Regions from separate parts of the Ovis aries genome. Here regions 1 and 2 are each linked to region 3. A link is a contact called in public Hi-C data. All regions are on one chromosome and are shown on one strand. The core of a region is the stretch at or near the end of the contact, and the rest is flanking DNA. Distances in the headings are between cores, read along the strand shown.

Region 1 (3,599 bases), core at 177-2,676, 140 kb before region 3:
ATGCGTGTCCCCCGGGACGGGGCCTTCCTGGTGCGGAAACGGAACGAGCCCAACTCCTACGCTATTTCCTTCCGGTGAGGGGGTAGCCCTGGGGGGCTGGAGGCCGTGCAGGGCACTCCTGGTCCCGGCCCGCTAACCCCGTGTGGCTCCTCTGTCTCTGTCAAGGGCTGAGGGAAAGATCAAGCACTGCCGTGTCCAGCAGGAGGGCCAGACCGTGATGCTGGGCAACTCAGAGTTTGACAGCCTTGTTGACCTCGTCAGCTACTACGAGAAGCATCCGCTGTACCGCAAGATGAAGTTGCGCTACCCCATCAACGAGGAGGCTCTGGAGAAGATTGGCACTGCTGTGAGCGCCTGGGGGCAGGGGGCAGGGGGCAGGGCGCAGGAGACCTACCGGCCCTCCGGGAACTGCCAGGCTCACCGCAGGGCAGGCCAGCACCCAGCAGTCCCAGGGTGGATGCGAGGGACAGAGCGGCCTGCATGCTGCCGGGGGGCCAGCCAGCCCATCGGAGACCCAGGGAGGCATCCTGGAGGGAGGGCCTCTGTGTGTGTTTGTGAGGCCAGGGCGGTTGTGTGGGTGAGGAGGTGGGGAACAGGGGTTTCAGCAGAACTGTCCCTATGGGCCAGGGGGTGGGGTGGGGAGGGGAGGTCCCAGAGTTCACGCAGGTAGGGGGTCCACCTGGTGGGGGGTGGGAGCACAGCAGGGGTTCATAGGCTACAGAGATGTGTTTGAGAAGGGCAGAGCCACGGAGAAGCCAGCGTGAAGGCAGGCTGTGGTGCAGGAGCCAGGATCATGGCCGCAGCGAGGACAGTGGGGCCTTGGCAGAACGTCCACTCCAGGCTCTTGTCCTCAGTGGGCCCAGGTGGCCAGGGCGAGGGCCGCCCACTGGGGCTGGGGTCTGAGAGGAGGTAGGGGTGGAGGCGGCTTCTGGAGCCGCCTCGTCTCAGAGTCGTGGACAAGGTGGCCAAGATGAGAGTGAGGAAAGAGGAGGGGTGTTCTAGGCCCCTGAGGTTGGGAACCCTGGCTGACCAGGTGTGTGAAAGGGGCAGACGGGCAGCTTGGTGAGGAGGGGACACGGAAGCCAGCAGCTGCTTTCACTTCTGGGCACTAACATGGCCTGTCCTGTCCCATTTCCAGGAGCCTGACTATGGTGCGCTGTACGAGGGCCGCAACCCTGGCTTCTATGTGGAGGCGAACCCTATGCCCACGTTTAAGGTACAGCCTTGGGCTCTGGGCGTAGGAAGCTGGGGAGGGTCCCCAGCTGTGGGGTGCAGGGCAGCCTGCGGTCTTTGTGCAGAAGTGGTATTTGTGGTTTTCCGAGGCCCAAGAGGTGTTGTGAAGTGTGTGGTTGGTGTATGACCACAGCTCTCCCAGGGCTGGCCCCAGCCACTGTCCCAGGGGTCAGCACTGACCCGTCCAGACTCCTCCCTGGGGTGACCCCCGTTTCCTTCCTGCTGGCAGCAGGTGGGGGTGGGGCACACTGGCTGCTGCTGAGCTTCCTCAGATAGGCGGATCTTCCTCTTTGGGGCTTTGTTTCTAAGGGGTGAGGATCTGGGCTCTTTACCTCATTTCCCCTCATCAGTAGGGAGCTTGGGACCACATTCCTTCTCTTACTTTGAAGCTGCTGAATGGTGGAGTGCCAGCCACACCCCAAGCCATCCTGGTCTTAGAGGAGGTGCTCAGCACCTCCCATCCCAGCTTCCCGGTCTAACTCCTGGGGCCCAGTGTGGGGGCTTGCGAGGTCCCCCCGAACCCAGAGGAGCTTCCCTCCAGAAGCCCTGGCTCATCTGTCCCCTTTGCCCTGGTGCCTCCTGCAGGCCCGGGGGAGAGTGGTCACAAGGGCTGGTGCACGTGCAGCCGTGGGTGGGAGAGGAGGAGCGGGAGGCCTGTCTGCTGGACCAGGGCTTCTCTCCCTCAGTGTGCCGTCAAAGCTCTCTTCGACTACAAGGCTCAGCGGGAGGACGAGCTGACATTCACCAAGAGCGCCATCATCCAGAATGTGGAGAAGCAGGAGGGAGGCTGGTGAGCCCTCGAGAGCCCCTGGTGCAGGCCAGGCGTCTTGGGCGCTGGCCGTGTACACGCGAGAGGGGCTTGGGAGGCAAGGACCCGTGTGGGTCCCGATGCACCCGCAGAGCTGCTTCCTCTCGGGAGTTTGGGGTGGTCCCTGGGGTCAGCACCCTGCGGCTTCCACAGGTGGCGGGGTGACTACGGTGGGAAGAAGCAGCTGTGGTTCCCTTCAAACTACGTGGAGGAAATGGTCAGCCCGGCGGCCCTGGAGCCCGAGAGGGAGGTGAGAGCAGGGCCACGTCGGTGGGAGGGGATTCCCGTGCTCAGCCTCCCGCACGGCGTCCACCCCCCCGCACGCGCACAGCCCTCCCGTGGTCCCGTCACCACACGCAGGCCGCAGTCTGATGAACACGGGCCGCACGCATGTGGTTTCATGTTCGTCTGTCGGGTGTACTTCTCACGTGCATGCAGGCATCCCCTCGTGCACACAGCAGTCTTGCTGACTCTGGGCTTTGCCTCCCTCAGCACTTGGACGAGAACAGCCCGCTCGGGGACTTGCTGCGGGGGGTCCTGGATGTGCCAGCTTGTCAGATAGGTGAGCCCCAGCCCTTTCTCTGCCCCTCAGGTTCAGGCTGTCCCTGGTGGCTCTCTCCATGCCCAGAGAGAGGAAGCTGAGGGTTGGGCCCCACAGGCTGCCCTCGTTCTGAGCTCTCCCCACTCCCGGACACCTCGGCACCCTCTGGCTCCCCATCCCCTGCCCCCCGGCTCTGAGGCCTGCGTGCTCGCCCTGTGCAGACACTGGGGATGATGCCGCTGGCGAGCTGAAGTCCGTGGTCTTGGAGGGCTGGTCCTTGGCTGAGACAGGCTTAGAGGTGGGGGCAGGGGCTTGTCTCTGGGCTGCCCGTCCTCCACCCTGAAGAGGAAGGGAGTGAGCTCTGCCCATGCTTGGGGTGGGGTGGGGGCTCAGCCCCGTATCCCCAGCTCTCCTCTCCTCTCCTCCCTCCCTCCAGCCATCCGTCCCGAGGGCAAGAACAACCGGCTGTTCGTCTTCTCCATCAGCATGGCCTCAGTGGCACACTGGTCCCTGGACGTGGCTGCCGACTCACAGGAGGAGCTTCAGGACTGGGTGAAGAAGATCCGGGAGGTGGCGCAGACGGCGGACGCCAGGGTGAGAGCCTGTGCTGGTCCTCCAGCCGCGGGGCAGCCCCCGCTGCTTGGCAGAGGCTGGAGGGACACACGTGCTCCGCAGTGTGGCATGTTGGGGGTGTGTTGAGTTTGAGGTATACCCAAGACGTTCCTGAGTGGCTCTGCGTAGTGACCAGTTGGTGTCAAGGGTAGAGGCGAGAGGCTAGGTCCTGGGCTGGAAGCAGGAGTAGGTGCCCAAGGTTTAGGGTGACGTGGTACAGGTTGGGAGCAGAGTGTGACCTCTGAGGACGCAGGTGTTGAGAAACAAGAGGCCAGGATGAGCAGACCAGTGAGGCCGGGTGTCTGACGTGAGGCGGGCCACAGAGCAGACAGCAGGGCCAGAAGCTCAAAGTGCTGGTTGTAGACGGCCGTGGCCGTGGGCGGTCACGGCTGGGTGGTATGGCAG
Region 2 (3,789 bases), core at 1,219-3,718, 170 kb before region 3:
CCCTACAAAACAGAGTGCTTGCCTTTCTTAAATCTGTGAATTCCTGGGGGCCCAGCGCTGAATTTTTCTTGTTCGCCCGATTCATGGCACTGACACTGAGCATAGGGAAGCTCAAGGCTGCAGACAGGGACAAGCGCCCCAGCAAGCCCCAGCAAGCCCAAGCCACACACTATGAGCACTCAAGTTCTGCACTCAGGCTTCCTGTGCCCAGGGCCAGCCATGCCAAGGGCCTCCCCTCACCCGTGCTGAGTAGCCAGCTGTCCACCGGCACCTACTGAAGCCAGGGGCTCTCCTGTGAGGAAGAAAATGCATGGTGTCAGACAGACTGGGGTTCAAATCCTCACTGGTTAATTATGTGGCCTTAGGGCAAGCCGCAGAACTTCTCTGAATCTGTTTCTCATCAGTAAACTGGGAACAATAATCCCTGATTAGAGTAATTATAAGGATCAGGTGTGACCACACGTTGCAAAGCTTGTAACGATGGGTCAGGCACTGGGTCAACTTTCATTCCCTCCCTCCTACTTTGAAGGTCTGTCACTAGGTGGCAGTCCATCTCAGCCACTCCACCTCCCCTTGGGTGACCACAGCCGACTAGCATAAACGGCTGCCTCAACTTCAGGCTGAATTCTCAGGTCCTTGTGGGCTGCACTTAAGGGGATCAACACACATACACACGCTACCACTACAGCAAGACAAGTCAAAGGCAGTCCCCAGACATTAGTCATCACCCAGCTGGGTGGCCTGCCTGAGCACATACTCTTATATACGTACTCACACATTCCTGGATGCCTGGATCTTTCCCTAATTTTTTTTTTTCTTTATCATTTTTTGGAGGTCGCAAAGAATCGGATACGACTTAGTGATTAAACAACAACAGCAGGTGGCATGTGGGATCTTAGTTCCCCGAACCAGGGATCAAATCTGTGCCTCCAGCATTGGAAGCATGGTGTCTTAACCACTGAAGTCACTTAACCAGGGAACTCCTTGGATCTTTCTCTAGCATCAGCTGGGTGCCCTGCTGGGCCTCTTACCTGTAAAATGCAGTATGCTGTCCTGCTTTGTCTGGCTCAACATCCGTCAGACAGGCTCTACTGTGACTGAAGGTGTCTTTAGCTTGGGCGGTGTTCTGTGACAGGGCAATTAGACGGCCCGGGGTGCGTCTAGGGAGTGGCTGTAGCAACACAAAGAGTACAGATTAATCGAATAATCACCAAAAGAACTTGTGCCTGGAGAATGGAATGAAAGGGAGGTGGTGAGAGATGAAGTGGGATAGAAAGGGGCCAGACCATGCTGGACCTGCTGGGCCAGGTAGGGGATTTTGTGTGCCATGGCAAGTTCTGGATGATTTGAGCCTGGAGGTAGGGAGTCAGGATTTAATTTCATTTTGAAGACCAGAGCATAGGGCCTTCCCTAGTGGTCCAATGGCTAAGACTGCACTCCCAACAAAGGGGGCCTGGGTTCGATCCCTGGTCAGGGAACTAGATCCCACAGCCCCCAACTAAAAGATCCTGCATGCTGCAACTAGGACCCGGTACAGCCAAATTTAAAAAGAAACAAACAAACTAGAGCATAGGGAATACATGCAGGCAAAACCAAGGAGGGTAAATAGTCTGGATGAGAGAAGATGGGCCTTGAGGTTGTGGGCAGAGCGGAGACATGGGACGGCAGACGGAATGGGACTTGACGGAGTGCTGTGGGGTTGAGGGAGAGAGAGAGAGGAACCAAGGCTGTCTCCATCGGTTTTAGCCCGAGCACCTTACCAGAGGCATGTTCTGAGAAACTGAAGACCATGGGAGAAGCAATTTGAAGAGAGATGTGAGATGTCTGTGCTACGTGGGGTTGTGGAACAGGTAACGGGATGCAGGGAGGGATAGAGCTTCGGCGCTCGGGTGCCTGAATTTGGCAGGGGGCGGGGGGCAGTGACGCTGAGAGGTCAGGCCGCCTTGGGAACTGACTCAGGACCCACCCCTGAGCAAGAGAAGTTGCTGAGGTGTCGAAAGGCAGCGGCCAGAGACCGAGGAGGAAAACAGGGATAGAGTCGGCCCGGGAAAACCAAAGCTCGGGAGAGCATTTGCAGGAATGGTGCGGAGCCGTAGGGCCTGAGTCCCCATCCTAGTCGCGTGGATACTCGCGGCGTGGGGGTGCGAAGTGTATGGCCAGGCCAAGACCACTGGAGGGCTCGCAGGGGATGCTCAGGCCTGTGGGCTACTCCGAATAACGGGACTCCCCACACACACCCGCGAGGCCACTTCGGCCGCAGGGCCAGGAAGATCGTGGGTCCGACGGTCGGAGGCGCTGCCGGCGGGGCCGCCCCCGGCTGCCCGGGGAAGGGAGGGGGGAGAGGCGGGACACTCAGACTGTCCGTCAGAGCCTGCCGACCAATCACCGGGTGGCCCCGCCCCCGCCCCGCCCTGGAGAGGACGCGCGGAGGACTCGCCTCCTCCTCCGCCGCCGCCGCCGCCGCCGCCGCCGCCGGTCTAAGGCGGCCCGGCCTGGCCTGGTTCCCTCAGCCGGGCAGCCCTCCCAGGTACCGGGTTTGACCGGCGGGCCCCGGGAGGCGCCCCGGGCCTGCACTTCTTTTCCCGGTGGCCGCGCGGGCGTCGCCCCGCTAGCGGGCTTCGGAAGGAGCCGCCGCGGCCGGGCCTGTGCGGGACGGTGGGCTGGGCAGCCGCCTGTGCGCGCGCGACAGACGGCCGGGCCGGCGCGAGGCTGCCGCGCGTGACGGGACCGGCCGTGGCAGCCGGGCTGTGTCCGGGGCGGCGCGAAGAGACCCCGCGGGGCCGTGGGCCCGGCTGGCGGACTGCGGGAGGCGCGCGCGCGCGTGCCCTGACGCGGGGCCTGCCCGGGGGGTCTCGGGGCGCAGGCGCGGCGGGCGGGGGTCCTCCCCACGGGCGCGCGGGCGCCTTTGTTCCCGGCGCGCGGGCCGGGGCGGGGCCTGCAGGACCGCCCCGCCCCCGCTCAGGCCCCGCCCCGTCTCCGCCCGCAGGAGCCGCCGCCGCCGGGGTCCGCTCGCCCGCCGCCTGCGCCGCCGCCGCCGCCGCCAGCTCGCTCCCGCCGGGCCTGCGCCGCCGCCGCCGCCCCCGGCACCCGAGCCATGGCGGGCGCCGCGTCCCCCTGCGCCAATGGCTGCGGGCCCGGCGCGCCCTCGGACGCCGAGGTGGTGCACCTCTGCCGCAGCCTCGAGGTGGGCACCGTCATGACTTTGTTCTACTCCAAGAAGTCGCAGCGGCCCGAGCGGAAGACCTTCCAGGTCAAGCTGGAGACGCGGCAGATCACGTGGAGCCGAGGCGCCGACAAGATCGAGGGGGCCAGTAAGTGCGCTCCCCCTCGCTGCACACCCCCGGCTCCCCGGGCCTGCTGCGCGGGCGCGCGCGCTCGGGCGGCGCGGGGTCTGCGCCCCGGCTTGCGCGCGCCCGGGGGCCGCCGCTGGAGAGACTCCGGCGAACTTTCGGGCCCCGCCCCCGCCTCGGCCAGGGTGGTCACCGGGGGCGGGGGGCATCCGGGTCCTCAGTCACCTGACAGGACACCCCCTCCCCCAGCAAGGGGGGGAGTGTTCCAGGCGCTTTGCCCAGAGGCCTAAAAATCCTAGCGAGTTGGAGACCAGCGGGGCCGGCGTCGGGTCCCCCGACACCCCGGGAGCGGTGTCGGCCGAGGCAGTGTCCTCTCCCCGGCAGCCGCGGAACCGGAGGCCAGACCAGATGCACCGTTTTTCCAAAAAGAGCAATCTGGTGCACCTCTGGGCCTCACGGCCGGGCTCCTACTTACAAAGGAACCTTTGGGTTCCCCAAG
Region 3 (3,552 bases), core at 65-2,564:
GAGGGTACTGAGGGAGAGGAGAAAACTGCCTCTATCCTTAACCCCAGAAATGGGCAAACACAAGCATTCAAGCTGCTTGCATGCTCAAAAGATGCCTCAGAGACGGTGATGCAAACCACGAGCTAGAACAGGGTGGTCCCTGCCTTGTTTAGCTCAGTTGGGTGTTAGGACAAGTCATACTACCCAAGGCTGCCTCTGTCTTCCCCCACCTCCGGAAGCATCAAATCCCAGATGATTCATGGTTCCGGAAACAAGCCTGTCGGAAATCCAATTTCTGCAACAATCTTTGTATCAACTTATTTCTCTAACAAAGAGCAATGAAAACAATGTGTGCTCCATTTTTTGAAAAATGTGCTAAACGTTGAACCCCTAGTGTGTGCCCTGCTCTGTGTTCAGTGTTTTATTTAACTCTGTAGTTCTCAGCCTTGGCAGCACATTACAATCACCTGGAGAGTTGTTTTTTTTTTTAATTCTCGCACCCCAGGCATCAGTATTTGCCAAGGGCACAGTGATTTCAATGTGCAACCAAGGTTGAGAACCACTGATTCAGTTCATCCTGTTTAATCCAATGCAATCCTACAAGGTAGATTTTTATCTCCATCTTGCAGATGAGGAAATTGAGGCCCCCAGAGGTAGAATTACTGTGCTATCTCTAGCAACAACCCCTGTTCTCTCTCCTCTCTTCCCTCCCAGACTCCCTTGAAGGATTTCTGAAGTTTCCAGGGTTTCCCTGCTGATTATAGTGTTTATATACGATGCTTCCACAGACATGTTTGTGGCATAACTCTGCCCTCTGGCCACCCGAAATAGCTCTGCTCCCATCCCGGCTCTTCTGAGACACCAGCAGACACAGCCCGGTTTCAAGACTGACACCAAATGACTTTTGCTAAATCTAGGACAGCTGAGGTCCTTCCAGCCAGCTCCTGCCATCTCGAGTCACAGAACAACAGCAGCCACCTCTCACTCCCCACTGGCTAGTACTTTCTAAGCCTGACTGCCATTGAGTCCCATTCCTCCCAGCTTTTCCTGGGTTTTCTCTGCCTTTACAGCAAACTCCTTCACCTGCTGACCTTTCTCAGAGCATCTTCAGGGGCCGTCCATCCTCACAGGTTGTCGGAGACGTCTTTGGTCCAGGACAAGTCACGAACCACAGATGCCCAAGCCCCCGGCCCGCGGCTTGCGGGTCCATGGATACTTCAAAGCTTCGCGCACCTGGACTTTCCTGTTCTCGCGGCGCCAGCTCGGCGAGAAAGCTGGTCATCGCCTGCCCTCTGCTGGCCGGTGGAGGTATTGACCCCCCGCTTCCGCTCCACCAGGGTTGCATCGACGGGATGGAATGAAGAGCCGGCATTTATTGAGTTCCTGCTGTATTTCAGGACTGAACTGGACGCTGGGGTGTAAGCGTGAACGTGACCTGCTCTCACGGAATTCCAAGAGACAGACCATAACATCAAATTCAAGCGAATATGAAATTATAGCTGTGAGCCATGTGAGTGAATAATACGAGGGTCCGATCCAGCCTTGGAGGAGGGTCGGGGGGGATGTTGGAGGTGGGATTAGGAATTCCAAGCTGCCCCTAAGAGGGGACTTTCGAGCGCCTGATGCTTCACAAAGTCATTTCAGGTCATCTCGAAAATCCTGCAAGGGCGGGGGCGCTATCCCCATAAAGCAGAAAGCGGGGTCAGACGGGGGAAAGAATTTACCAAAGTCGCACAGCGAGCTAGGAGCAAAGCCAGGCAGGCTTAGGTCGGCTCGATTCCCAAATCCTGGCTTTTCCGCCGTTCCCGGTGCTGGGGTGGCGGCGGGCCACGGGTATGGTCCCTCGGGGAGCGCTAGGGCGCCGGGCGGGGCGGGGCGGGCTGGAGCCCGGGGGCGGGGCCTGGAACTCGTGGGGCGGGGTGGACTGGGACCCGGGAGCCCGGCCTGGAGCTCGGGGGGCGGGGCGGGCTGGAGCTCGGGGGCGGGGCCTGAAGCTCGGCCCCGCCCCGGACACTGTAGGTGAAAGGGCGCCCCTGGGCGTGGGGACCGGGCGGGGCGGGCCTCCCTGGTGGGTGGAGTCTAGACGGATTGGGACCTGCAGAGGCCGCCCTTAGCTCGTGGAAGGGGCGGAACCGGGATCTCGCCCAGTCCTAGAGGAGCCGGAAGTGGCTAGGGAGTGCGGGGCCGGAGACACTTTACCTGCTGACCCTGTGCCCTCAGGTAGAAGCGGCGGCTCCGGGAGCCCGGAGTCCAGTGGGCAGCTCCCCAGGTAGGGCCCAACCAGGGCCGGAGATGAGATCCCCGTCCCCCGCCCCACCCGGCCCCGCCCATCTGCCCTGCCATCTGACCCTCATTCCTTCCCGATCCCGGGCCCGAGTCCCTCTCCAGATATGCGAAGGGAACTCCGGGGTGGTGAAGCCGGGCCTCACTTCTTCCCCCCCCCCCCACTCAGAGTCTCCGGGGTCCCGGGACATCCAGAATGGGGGATCGGGAGAGAAGGAGATATAAAAACCTCTCTGGGGAAAAGTTTCACCACCCCCAGCTTCACCCCTCAGGCAGACTGTGTGACGCTAGGGAAAACACCCACCCTTTCTGGTACTGAGTGTCCTCAGTTGCGGGGCCTTGCCCCGCAGGCCCTGAGACTGGGCAGGTCAGAGGCAGCAGCTGTGGAGGCAGCTAGGGATCCTGGGTGGAACTGTCTCTCTTGCACAGCTGGAGCAGGGCTGACCCTCCGACACCCTCTGGCCCTAGACAGAGCACTACTCACCACCATCCCTGAATCTGGGATCCCAGAAAGGCTGAGGGCTGACACCCAAGCAGCTTGTTCTGCCTTCCCTGTGGTGGGAATGTGTGCAGGCCTGGTGGGGTAGGGTGGCGTGTAGATGTTTGTGGACTCTGAGGCCTGGGCACCCTGGGAGGCCTGCCTGGAGCAAACAGCGAGGCCACCATTGTGCAGAGCCTTGAATGCCAAGTTCAGTCTGAACTGTCAACTCAGGGCAGGGGCCGTGTATTGGAGTCTGACCTGTCCTGCCCTCAGCACCAGCCTGAGTGAGTGAGGACTGTCACGATTCCAAAAACAATGCTGCAACTGATAGGTGGTGTGGGGGGGCGTTCAGTGCCTGTCGCTGCTTTATACCAGTTATGTCATGAGTTACTCAGGCATCCCTGTGTTATTGCCATTTAGGAGGCTGCAGCTGAGGCTCAGAGAGATGAAGTGACTTGCCCAGGGTCACAGCTAGTAAGGGTCAGAGAGACAGTCTGGTGTCTTAACCACACTGCCTGCTGCCCCCCAGGATCTGGGCGTTGGTCATAAAGCCTCGATCTAGGACAGCAGGAAAGAGGGGGCCAGATGAGCAGGAAATTGGGGAATAGGCTTCAGAGGCCTTGGGAGGGAGGGATAGCATGAGTCCTTAGAGGAATTCAGCTGACCAAGTTCCCAGGGGAAGGAGACATATTTGGTTTTAGACCTGTGAGTTTGGGGGTAAAGGAGAGTATAGGGGAGCTGAGCAGAGCTCTCCTCCATCCAGAGCAGACCAAGGAGGCAGAGTTGGTCCCGGAGACAGGAGGTGTCTT

Evidence for each region. A called contact is a pair of places that touch in the nucleus more often than the background predicts.
Region 1: a contact with region 3 is called in a Hi-C map of liver, with 4 times the contacts expected there. The contact joins the enhancer-like site here to the promoter of LPIN3 in region 3. A contact is called at or near these places in 11 of 16 Hi-C or Micro-C datasets (blood, hypothalamus, liver and 7 more).
Region 2: a Hi-C map of muscle shows a contact between it and region 3, with 4 times the contacts expected there. The contact joins the promoter of PLCG1 here to the promoter of LPIN3 in region 3. A contact is called at or near these places in 6 of 16 Hi-C or Micro-C datasets (blood, liver, mixed tissues and 3 more).

What each region holds. Positions count from the first base shown.
Region 1 is chr13:69,809,290-69,812,888 of ARS-UI_Ramb_v3.0, forward strand. PLCG1 (phospholipase C gamma 1) reads left to right here. Exons shown (of 33, transcript XM_027977197.3): 19 at 1-74; 20 at 166-346; 21 at 1,139-1,216; 22 at 1,920-2,023; 23 at 2,195-2,291; 24 at 2,534-2,603; 25 at 3,019-3,176. Among named protein-coding and RNA genes, the nearest start is that of PLCG1, 27 kb to the left of the region's middle. Within about 2 kb of position 1,427, at least 1 of the 54 cell types and tissues checked has an H3K27ac peak or open chromatin away from gene starts, as enhancers often do. A contact at or near this core is called in liver, where this site is marked.
Region 2 is chr13:69,781,747-69,785,535 of ARS-UI_Ramb_v3.0, forward strand. It overlaps PLCG1 (phospholipase C gamma 1), which reads left to right and starts at 2,469. Exons shown (of 33, transcript XM_027977197.3): 1 at 2,469-2,527; 2 at 2,987-3,311. The coding sequence starts at 3,095. LOC114117629 (a long non-coding RNA gene) reads right to left here and starts at 2,880. Exons shown (of 2, transcript XR_009595971.1): 1 at 1,032-2,880.
Region 3 is chr13:69,953,354-69,956,905 of ARS-UI_Ramb_v3.0, forward strand. LPIN3 (lipin 3) reads left to right here and starts at 1,315. Exons shown (of 21, transcript XM_060397038.1): 1 at 1,315-1,489.